Linked DNA regions of Pan troglodytes: region 2 is linked to region 1. The links are chromatin contacts, called in public HiChIP or PLAC-seq maps. All regions are on one chromosome and are shown on one strand. Each heading gives the region's core, a stretch centred on a gene start, on an enhancer-like site or on the middle of the called end of the contact. The rest is flanking DNA. Distances are from core to core; before and after follow the strand shown.

What was found. HiChIP or PLAC-seq counts read pairs in DNA pulled down with a chosen protein or histone mark.
Region 2: an H3K4me3 HiChIP or PLAC-seq map of stem cell-derived excitatory neurons shows a contact between it and region 1, with 5 times the contacts expected there. The contact joins the enhancer-like site here to the promoter of CFAP97D1 in region 1. A contact is called at or near these places in 6 of 7 Hi-C or Micro-C datasets (blood, induced pluripotent stem cells, a lymphoblastoid cell line and 2 more), 1 of 1 datasets of contacts at active chromatin or transcription factors (stem cell-derived excitatory neurons) and 1 of 1 other capture datasets (stem cell-derived neural stem cells).

What each region holds. Positions count from the first base shown.
Region 1 is chr19:24,118,380-24,123,992 of NHGRI_mPanTro3-v2.0_pri, forward strand. CFAP97D1 (CFAP97 domain containing 1) reads right to left here and starts at 2,705. Exons shown (of 7, transcript XM_001153338.6): 1 at 2,608-2,705; 2 at 502-1,802. The coding sequence starts at 625. DUSP3 (dual specificity phosphatase 3) reads left to right here and starts at 2,054. Exons shown (of 3, transcript XM_016931727.3): 1 at 2,054-2,296. The coding sequence starts at 2,172.
Region 2 is chr19:24,202,218-24,207,830 of NHGRI_mPanTro3-v2.0_pri, forward strand. All of the region lies in intron 2 of LOC107969155 (a long non-coding RNA gene), which reads right to left. Among named protein-coding and RNA genes, the nearest start is that of MEOX1, 33 kb to the right of the region's middle. Within about 2 kb of position 2,789, at least 6 of the 24 cell types and tissues checked have an H3K27ac peak or open chromatin away from gene starts, as enhancers often do. A contact at or near this core is called in stem cell-derived excitatory neurons, where this site is marked.

The DNA.
Region 1 (5,613 bases), core at 1,455-3,954:
ACATCACAGGAATTCCAGTAGCGGCCTCAGAAAACCAGCACTAGACAATGTCCTTGACTAATGAACAATTTCGAATTAGGACCTTAATGCGACTCAAGAAGTTTGGTTTGATTTATCAAATGAACATCTCTGGAGAGTTTTGAGCAGAAACAAAAGAATAGTGAAAATAAAATTTACAGAGATAAATGTCCTTCTAATCCAATGAAAGAGCCTCTCTTCCAATCTTTTTCCAATATTATTAGCCTGTCTATTGGCTTCTGAAGTCTTATCCCCTTTCTAACGCACTTCGGCTTTAAGGAGTTTAAAAGAGTATTTCCATCCAGTGAACTCCCTGGTGGAAGATACATTTTGTTATTGGTGCTAATGCCCTCTTCCCCAAACTCAGCAGATAAGGCCATATCATCCCAAAGCTGTGACCTGGTCTGGTTTACTGTTGATCTCTTTATGGGGTACCATTCCAAAATCCCTAATAGCAGTGTCCAGCCCAAACTGCCCACATACCTATTTGTATTCTATTCTTGTGAGATACGTAGTGGCCAAAGTCCAGTTTCTTTCTGAAGGTTGTGCTTTGCCTGTGATTAGAGACGATAACAGGGTAGGCCAGATAATCCAGGGAATTGTTCATCTTCTCTTCCTAGTCTCACTTCAGAAATGAGGTACCCAGACTCCTCTGTGAGGTGCCTAGCTGTCCCCATGACAAGCTGTCATAGTTACCCAGTTATGACATCAGGGACAGGTCCCGGGAAGGGAGTAGGAGCAGCAGAGCATGGCTGGCTGCCTCTGGGCTTGTGTTTTTAATGCTAACCTCGGCTCAAGTCAAGATGAAGGTCAAAGAACTCGAAAGCTTTCCCCCCTGCTTAGAATGCAGATGCTGCCAGCCAACACCAGAAGGAAAGAAGTGGTGCACCGGGAGGGGTGGGCAGGCACGGGGTGGGGTGAGGGATACAGAAATTCCAGCCTTGGTTACACATCTTGGGCTATCAGCTAAGTAGTCTCCACTGCAATAGCTCCCCTGAAGGTGCAAGACCACAAGTTTTGGGGGAGGAGAAAGTTGACCCTAATGATAATCGGATCCAATTCCTTTTGCAAATGAGGAAACTGAAGACCACAGCAGCAGCAACGTTACTCAAGAACCAAGTTGGTGGCAGGACTGGGCTCAGGATGTGGGGTTCCTGAATTCAAGGCCAAATTTGCCCTTTTGCAGGAAGGAAACTGCCAGTTTTTCATGGCAGTAGGGGAGGGCGGCTTTCCTCCAGTACAGAGACTATCTTTTGTACTTAGTGGGAGTTCAGGAAATGCTGAGTGGCTTATGGTGGGCTGGCATCTGCTCCAGGAAGGGCTGCAGAAGTCTGATTTATCTCCACCCCAGCACAGGGTATAGCACCCACTGGGTGCTCAACGCATTTGTTGATGAAGGACTAACACTTATTGAGTGCTCGCCATGCAGTGCTGGGTGCCTTCTTTGAATGTCACATTTAACCCTTCCAGCAACCCTAGAATTAGGTACCATTACTATCCCGCTTTTTTTTTTTTTTTTTTTTTTTCTGCAAACAGGCTCAGGTTAAGTAATTCCTCAGAATTCCAAACCTGACTGCTTTTAAGCACGACGATGACTCTCAATGAATGTTGAAAGCAGATGCGCCGCAGAGTAGGGCTTCTCAGACTTTGATCGTAGGGACCTCCTGGGGTCCGTAAAATGTCCACTCTGATCCAGCAGGGCTGGGCTGGGGCGGGGATTCTGTCAAGCGCCCGGGTGGTGCCTCCACTGCAGGGAGCCGCTCACGAGCCGAACCCGGCGGTCCCTGTAATCATGAAAGACTGAAGCGACCCCTAGGTGTACCCCCGCCACGAAATGTTTATTGGGCCCTGCATTTAATTCAGGGAAGGAAGTTACAGCGCTTGCCAGTTTACAAAGATACACAAACGGCCTGGACCGGGATGGGGCGAGGACCCCTGAGACTCCAGGGCGGTGGCGTCTTCCCCCCGGGACGCGCCCAGGAGTGGCGCGCGGGGCCCCCGCGTCACGGCGCCCGCGCTCCGCAGCTCCCGGAGCCCGGCGGGCCCGCCCCAGGGGCGGGACGGGGCGGCTCCCGGCGCGAGCCCCCGCCCAGCTGACCCGCCGCTCTCCGCCTCGCTTGCTCCTGCCGGGCGTGCAGGGCCCCGCCGCCGCCATGTCGGGCTCGTTCGAGCTCTCGGTGCAGGATCTCAACGACCTGCTCTCGGACGGCAGCGGCTGCTACAGCCTCCCGAGCCAGCCCTGCAACGAGGTCACCCCGCGGATCTACGTGGGCAACGCGTGAGTCCCTTTCGCGAGCCCGGCCCCGCCGTCCCTCTCGGGACGCCCCGCCCACCCGAGGCTGGGGTCGGGGTGTCGCGAGTCTTGGGTTGGGGGAGCCCGGGCGCGATGGCCCCTCCGGGAGCCACAGCGGGGGCTTGGGAGGGGCCTGGAGTCGACGCCTACCCCCGCGCGTGGGGCCAAGGAACTGGAACCCTGCCTGGCCGGGCGCGGCCCTTCCCCGTAGCGGGGTGCACGGAGCCCGGGTGGCGCCTGCCCGGGTCCCAGCCGCCACCCGCTTGGGGCTTGGCCTTGGGCGGGGTCGGGGCTACCATGTTCACTTAACAGGTGGCCCTCGGTCGCCCGGCCGGTCTCCTGCCCGCGCGTCATGTGACAGCTGCCTGGTTCTGCAGTGAGGTCACCGCGGAATGTCTGCCTTCGCCGCCATGGCAACGGGCCGACGTCACAATTCGGGCATGGAATTTTCCCGGCCCGGCAGTCCCGGATCAGGGAACCTAAACACCCCAAACGAGCGAGTCCGGGGAGCTGGGCCGGGATTTCCAGGCCCCCACCTTCCAGATGTGATTTGATTTACAGGAGATTCTAGAACGGTCCAGTGATAACCCCCCTAAGGACCTGAGCCACCACCTAGAAAAGGCTCTTGACCTTTCACCCCCAGGCTCTGTCACCCAGGCTGGAGTGCAATGGCGAGATCTCGGCTCACTGCAACCTCTGCCTCCTGGGTTCAAGCAATTCTCCTGCCTCAGCCTCCCGAGTAGCTGGGATTACAGGCGCCCGCCACCACGCCTGGCTAATTTTTGTATTTTTAGTAGAGACGGGGTTTCACCATATTGGCCAGGCTGGTCTCTTGGCCAGGCTGGTCTCAAACTCCTGACCTCATGATCCGCCCACCTCGGCCTCCAAAAGTGCTGGGATTACAGGCGTGAGCCACCGCACCCGGCCAGTAAGAGATTTTTTTTAATTTAAATTTAAAAATTTTTTTCTAGTAAGAATGTCTAATCAGCAGGAAAGAACCAGTGTTAACATTCTGAGATGTGAAATAGGAGCCACAAGAAAGAATATATTAGCATGCCTGTACAGCCTTGGAAAGGCTCAGGTTGGATTTTCATGATACTCTGAGGACCCAGTTACCAAAATCCTAAGCTTCATGGCTCAGCCCAAGGATGGCATGTTGAAAACTCAAAACTAACCCTCCTCCCATTTTACAGAGGAGGAAATGGTGGCTCAGAGTGTGTGAGGGACTACAAGGACAGGGTCAATGTCTTGTTCATGTATGTATTTCCTGACCTCCGCTATGACCTGCTGTTTAGCCTGCCAAGGACTGCCACGGAAATGGGGGTCATCATGGAACTAGAAGGGGTCCATCAGGCCCCAGCCTCATGGGGACAGTTCTCATCCATTCCATCATTCATTCACCAGTCTGAGCACCTGCTTTATGTCAGGCACTGTACAATGTTCATTCATAGTAGAGATAGTAATAATGATAATTGTAAATTTTTTGAATGTTGAATTATTAATAGTATTAGAGGCCTGGCGCGATGGCTCACGCCTGTAATCCCAGCACTTTGGGAGGCCGAGGCAGGTGGATCACCTGAGGTCAGCAGTTCGAGACCAGCCTGACCAACATGGTGAAACCCTGTCTCTACTAAAAATATAAAAATTAGCTGGGCGTGGTGGCTGGCGCCTGTGATCCCAGCTACTCCGGAGGCTGAGGCAGGAGAATCATTTGAACACGGGAGGTGGAGGTTACAGTGAGCCAAGATCGTACCATTGCACTCCAACTGGGCAACAAGAGCGAAACTCCATCTCAAAAAAAAAAAGTATTAGAGAAGGGAGATGAATGGGAGTGACTCTTCAAAGTGTTTTTTTCTATCAGCCACTGCTTCACAGTCTTGCGCGGTGTCCTAAGCAGGAATAAACAGAGTCCCACAGTGTCAGCCAAAGGCTTCAGGAATTGGAAAGCTCTAGAGACACCCTTCCTCTTGCACCAAGCAGCAAGCAGGCCTTGTTAGCCTCAGGAATCCCGCTTGCTTGGGCAGGTTGGCCATTCAGCTGTCATCACTTCCCAAGTGGAAACCAAGGTTGTACACGTCTGGTGTAGCCAGAGTGGCAATTGCTGATGGCCACTGTAGAAAATACATCCCTTGCCCTCTAAGCACCTCTGACCTTGACTTGGCCAGGGGTGTGGGGGTTCCTCAACAGGGAGGATCAGTGAGCACCAAGCACCATGAGGATTTGGGCTCCATCCCCTTAACAAAATCAGGGCCGCAGCCACGTCCTCACAAGGCAGAGCCAGAGCCTGTGTGAGCCACATGTGCCAGGCCTTGGGGGTTTTGCAGCAGATGTGGGCATGAGGGGCAGAGTGAGGTGGAAGATAGAGCAGGGCTGGATGTCGGGAGAAAGGAGGTCTTCTCCCAGATCTGCCACCAGCAGCACACGGGGCCTGTGCCCATCCCTCTGCTCATCCTGTTGGGCCTGAGTTCAAGCTCTGTTAAGCAGGGATATTGCCATCCTTGTTCCTCACAGGGCTGCTCGCAGTGGGCAAACAAGATCACACAGGAGGTGGCATTTTATAAAGTATAAACTGCTATTTGGACTGGGATGTTTTGTGAGATGAAATAAAGGGGCCTTTTCACCATTCAGACCAATTATTATTTTTATTTTATTTTATTTTATTTTATTTTTCGAGACGGAGTCTCACTCTGTCACCTGGGCTAGAGTGCAGTGGCACAATCTCGGCACACTGCAACCTCCACCTCCCGGGTTCAAGTGATTCTCCTGTCTCAGCCTCTGTAATCCCAGAGTAGCTGGGATTACAGGCATGTACCACCACACCCGGCTCACTTTTGTATTTTTAGTAGAGACGGGGTTTCACCATGTTGGCCAGGCTGGTCCCGAACTCCTGACCTCAGGTGATCCACCTGCCTCGGCTTCCCAGAGTGCTGGGATTACAGGTGTGAGCCACTGCACCCGACCTTAGATAAATTATTTTGTAACCTCCCATAGTTCTGTTGGGGCCACTTACTCCCCAAGTACTAAATCACCCAAAAGAGCTTTGGAAACGTAGCCAGTGGAATGTGGTAGGTAGGATCCCTCTGGGGGCAGGGAGGGGGCTGCCTGGTACGTGACAAATTTATTCTTTTGCACTCATTCACCGCTTATTTATTCAGCACCTACTATGTAGCAGGTACTATAGCAGATGGTGGGGAAACAGACTTAAAGCAGACATGGTTCCTCTCTCAAGGAGCTCACAGCCTGGATGTCTAAACACAGAAGCACAATCAAGCATTAGAATCATAGTGCTCACTACCGTGTCC
Region 2 (5,613 bases), core at 1,539-4,038, 84 kb after region 1:
GGGCGTTGTGGGGACCTTCAAAGCCGTAAAGCCCTTTGTAAATGGTAACGCCTAACACAAATAGGAGAGCACGCTGCCCTCTCTGGGTAGGCCCCTCATCTGGGTCCTGGTTCCAGTCTGGTACTGAGCCTCTGGAGGACAAGGGTCACATTTATTCCAATTTCTCTTCTGCATGCCCCAGTGCCCACTGAGCACAGTGGGAATACAAACACATTTATTATGCACTCTGCATATGACTAGAAGGAACTTTGGAGCTCAGATCCACCCTTTACACAGATGGGGAAAATCAAGGCTCACACCACAAGGTGAGCTTGGTGGTATCTTTACAACTCCAGGTAGTGACAAAACCAGGATGCAGATTCTGAGGAATGAACGAGTGAGAGAATGAAGGGAAATGGGGCAACAGTCAGCATGAGCAAGGGCTGACCTATGGTGGGTCTTAGCCTTGACTGTGCTCAGTGGCCCCGCAGCACCATCGTCTCTCCAAGGAGCACGGAAGCGGCCCCCCGTGTGGGGTATGGGCACAGACCCCAGGGCCCAGGCAGGCGGGGGATGTGCCGGTGGTCCTTGCCACGGGCCACCAGCTTTGCCACCCTGCTCCAGGGCCCTGGCCTCTCCCCAGGGTGCAGGACGCCACTCCCAGGCACTCTGGCTCCGTTTCTTACCAGGCTGCTCTGGGATGGCAGCATCCCAGCATCGCTATAAATAGCATCTCTCCTGGGCCCCAGACGGCCAGTTGGCAAACACTATAATTTGCTGAAAAGTTTGGAATGTGTCTAAAAATGAAGAAGGCAAATGAGACCAGCCATGAGGGGGAGCAACCGGCGTATCCATTTCAGAGAGGGGCTGAGCCTCACTCCTGCTTCTTGCCAACTTCTTTACGAGGGCACTGCAGGCAAAGCTTCAGGGAGAGGGGACAAATGTGAGTCTAGGAAGGAACTATTGTCATTTCCAGCATCAGCTGTGGCGGCTACCTCTTGTATTGGCCTCACCCCTGACCTTCCTGTCCTAACCAAAGAACGAGAGGAACTGCCACTGCTTAACCCTTTGTTGGGCTGTGCTAATGAAATTGAAGGGGACATGGTGAGCATGCGAGGACTGAGAGCCAGAAAGAAACCCCCAAAATAATTTCATTCAATAGTTTCATCCAAACTCTCCCAGTTTGCAAATGAGGAAGTGACTTGACAAAGGCCGGGCACCAAGTTGAAGCAGAACCAGATTTTGGCCAAGGTCCCTGGGCTCCCAGCTGGGTGCTGGGCATTGGATCCCAGGCCTGCTGTGAGGGCTGGCTCTCTTAGGGAAAGGGGAAGGGTCCCATGGCTCTCCCATCATGCTGAAGGTTGACACCTGACAAGTCACTGCAGCTTTCCCTTGTTCTGCTCTGATTCTCATTCTACTCTAAGGAGGCACAGCCACCATTATCCTGATTTTATGGCTGAACAGGCCGAGCTTCAGGGTAGAAACTCATCCTCACCCACAAAGCCATGGGAAGGCTTGAGTAGAATTTACCACTCTGTCCCCAGACACTCTGGGCTGTTCCCACCTTCAGGTAGAACTCACTGCCTCAAAAGCCACCTTTTACTGTTCTTTGTCTTATCTTCTGGGATTGTGATTTTCCCTGTAGGAAAAATCATGGACAATGGCAGTAGACAATGGCAGTAGACTGGTGTGGTGGCTCACACCTGTAATCTCAGCACTCTGGGAGGCCAGGCAGGTTGAGACCAGCCTGGCCAACATGGTGAAACCCTGTCTCTACTCAAAATATAAAAATTAGCTGGGCGTGGTGGTGGGAGCCTGTAGTCCCAGCTATCAGGGATGCTGAGGCAGGAGAATCGCTTGAACCCGGGAGGTGGAGGTTGCAGTGAGCCGAGATTGTGCCACTGCACTCCAGCCTGGGCAACAGAGTGAAACTCCATCTCAAAAAAAAATTCTGAGGTAGAGCCCCAGATCCAGCAGTCTCACTGTATGATCTTGGGCAAGTCACTTCCCTTCACTAAGGCTGAATTTATCCTTATGTAAAACTATAATAAAAATAAAAGCTTCCTTTGGGAGGCCAAAGCGGGCAGATCATGAGGTCAGGAGTTTGAGACCACCCTGGCCAACATGGTGAAACCCAGTCTCTACTAAAAATATAAAAACTAGCTGGCCATGGTGACAGGCACCTGTAATCCCAGCTACTCAGAAGGCTGAGGCAGGAGAATTGTTTGAATCCGGGAGATGGAGGTTGCAGTGAGCCGAGGTCGCACCATTGCACTCCAGCCTGGGCAACAGAGCGAGACTATGTCTCAAAAATAAATAAATAAATAAAAATAAATAATAAAATAAATGAATAACTAATTAAAGCTTCCATTCACAAAGCACATGGTCACGGGCTTTATGTGCATTTGTTCTCTTTGTCTTCATAACAATCAGACGGGCAAGATATATTCCTATCCTATTTTACAGATGAAGAAATTGAGGCAGGGGGTTAAGTGACTTGTCCGAGATCACATCAGATTTTTACAAGTTGGAAACTCACTGCACCAGATGCTCTGAGGTCCTTTACAGCCTTAATAATTCTGCCTTTTGTGGTTCCAAACACAATAGAAACTAGCAATGGCTCGCTTGGTAGTTCTCAGCTCTTGCCAGCTGAGAGGCTTCATTTGGGGGCAGAAGACAGGGAGTAGGGAGAGTTCACATCTGTGAAAAGTCTGTACAGAGGAGGAGCCAGGATGCCCGGTCTTGGCCTGTCAGCCAAGGCCATCTCTCTCTCTCTGCAGAAGGCACCTGCCGCCCTGTGGGGCCGCTTAGTGAGAACTGTGGCTGAAAAGCGACATCGTGTGTCCAGTTGTAGAACTGCACTGTTAGAGAACTCCAGGACAATGAGGAGTGGAGGGAAATATTCTGTTGTTGTGGACTTGAAGGCGCTTTTAAATTTAAATTATTTGTAAAGTTTTAAAAACACACAGGTGCCAGAGCCTCAGACCTAGAGAACCAGCATCTCAAGCAGTAGGACAGAGACCTGTTTTTTTAAGACTTGGGCGATTCTGTGGCAGCCTAGCTGAGAACCACAAGTATAGACAGCTTTTAAGGGGGTGCTGGTATGCTGGTCAGAACTTCTCAGCTGCAACACCTCCACCTGGTGTTGCACTTCTGTCTGGGATACCAGAATGTTCTAGGCAGCTGACAGAAACAAATCCATTAGACATTATTTATAAAGGAAAATCTAGCTGCATTGTACATTTGATTTGTGCTTTGTTAAGAAATAAAATGGCCGGGTGCAGTGGCTCACGCCTGCAATCCTAACACTCTGGGAAATGAAGGCAGAAGAATTGCTTAAACCCAGGAGTTTGAGACCAGCCTGAACAACATTGGGAGACCCTGTCTCCACAAAAAAAATAAAATAAAATAAAATAAATAGCCGGGCACGGTGGCGTGCCAGCTACTGGGGAGGCTGAGGTGGGAGGATTGCTTGAGCCCAGGAGGTCGAGGCTGCACTCCAGCCTGGGTGACAGAGTGAGACCCTGTTTCTTAAAAAAAGAAAGAAAAGAAAAATATATAAAATGGCAGCTGGTAAAAAAAAATGAGTGTAGAAATAGATTCAGTTATTTTAGAGAAATGTCAGTGAAATTCAGTCCATGTATAGAGGATACAGAAGTCTCTCTTTTTTTTTTTTTTCTTTAATGAAGTGGCTCTCAACTGGGAGCAATGTCTGGAGACATTTTATGGTTGTCAAAACTGGAGGGTGCTACTGGCTTCTAGAGGGCAGGGGCAAGGGATGCGGCGGAGCATCCTGCAATCTACAGGACAGCCCCCCACAACAAAGAATTACCCGGCCCCAAATGTCCATAGTGCTGAGGCCCCAAGGCCCTGCTTCCATGAGCACAAAGGACTCCCATTTTTCAGGTCCCCTGAGGGTGGGGGCTCTGCCCTCTTCATCCTCTCTCCCGGGACCTAGCAAGAGGCAGGTGCTCAGTACATACTGCATGACAGAAGTTCAGTGAGGGGCATTTTGAGAAAAATTATCTAATGTGGACACATTTGCAAACCTCCCTAATATGCACAGTCCTGGGTGCATTTCTACATGGCATAGACTGTCTGAAGCTAAAAAATCTCATTTGTCAGCTGGACACTACCCAAGTACACCAAACACAACCTGGGAGTCAGGGGAGATAGGGGTGGTAAGGAGGATTCAGACCCCGTAGAAACGGGTTAAACCTCAGCTCCTTCAAGCTGTGTGTCCTTGGGCAAGTTGCATAACTTCTCTGGGCCTTAGTTTCTTCCTCTGTAAAATGAGGCTAACACACCTTCTCACAGGCTGTTGTGAAGGTTAAATGGCATTGTGCACAAAAAATGATGAGCATGGCCCTGTATGTGCTGATTAAATGTTAGCTATGTGGGCCAGGTGCGGTGGCTCACACCTGTAATCCCAGCACTTTGGGAAGCTGAGGCAGGTGGCTCACAAGGTCAGGAGTTCAAGGCCAGCCTGGCCAACATAGTGAAACCCCCATCTCTACTAAAAATACAATTAGCCGGGCGTGGTGGCAGGTGCCTGTAATCCCAGCTACTCAGGAGGCTGAGGCAGGAGAATCGCTTGAACCCAGGAGGCAGAGGCTGCAGTGAACCAAGATCGCGCCACTGCACTCCAGCCTGGGCGACAGAGCAAAACCCCGTCTCAAAAAAAAACATGTTAGCTGTGATTGGCACCCTCATGACTGAGGTCTGGATTGGTTGGGTGTGGCTGCTGTGCTGCCAGAGACAAGCTATCACTCACATTGTATCTGAACAAGAGTAATGATGGTGCATAATGAATACATTGGGAAGAGGCAGAAGGCCTTGGACTCACTAACTCAAAACCTCCGTGGGAGGGGCCTGGGAATATGCATCTGTAATAAACTCCTGGGCTTTTATTTTTTTGAGATGGCGTTTCTCTCTTGTTGCCCAGGCTGGAGTGCGATGGCGCAATCTCAGCTCACTGCAACCTCCACCTTTGGGGTTCAAGCAATTCTCCTGCCTCAGCCTCCCAAGTAGCTGGGATTACAGGCACCTGCCACCATGCCCGGCTAATTGTTTGTATTTTTAGTAGAGACAGGGTTTCACCATGTTGGCCAGGCTGGTCTCAAACTCCTGACCTCAGGTGATCCACCCACCTCAGCCTCCCAAAATGCTAGGATTACAGGCCCAGGTGATTCTTACAGTTGGGCAAATTTGGAAAATCTGGCTTTAGTACAAAGACTTTGGAGTTAAGCTGCCAGGCTCTGCTACTTACTAACTGGGTGATCTTAGGCAAGCTATTTAACCTCTCTGTGCCTTGATTTCCCCACCTGTTAAGCCCTTGCCCAGCACTACTGCTGGCATCCAGTAGACTCAAGAAATGGCAGCTCCTCCCGCCTCTTTCTCAAGTTTAATGGTGTATGATCTTCACCTTCATCCTCCATACAAGGCCTGCCTTCTGCTCCTGTCATTTCTCTCTGACTCATCCTTTCTCTAAGTCCCCACTGGTCCTCGGTGGGTCTATTTGGTGCCCCTTGGCCTCCTCATGGGCTTCTCTAATTCTTGTCCCCACCATCTCACTGAGTCCGTCAAGCAGAAGCAAAAACAGAACGTGTGCTGTGGTTTGTAGTTTTCAAGGCA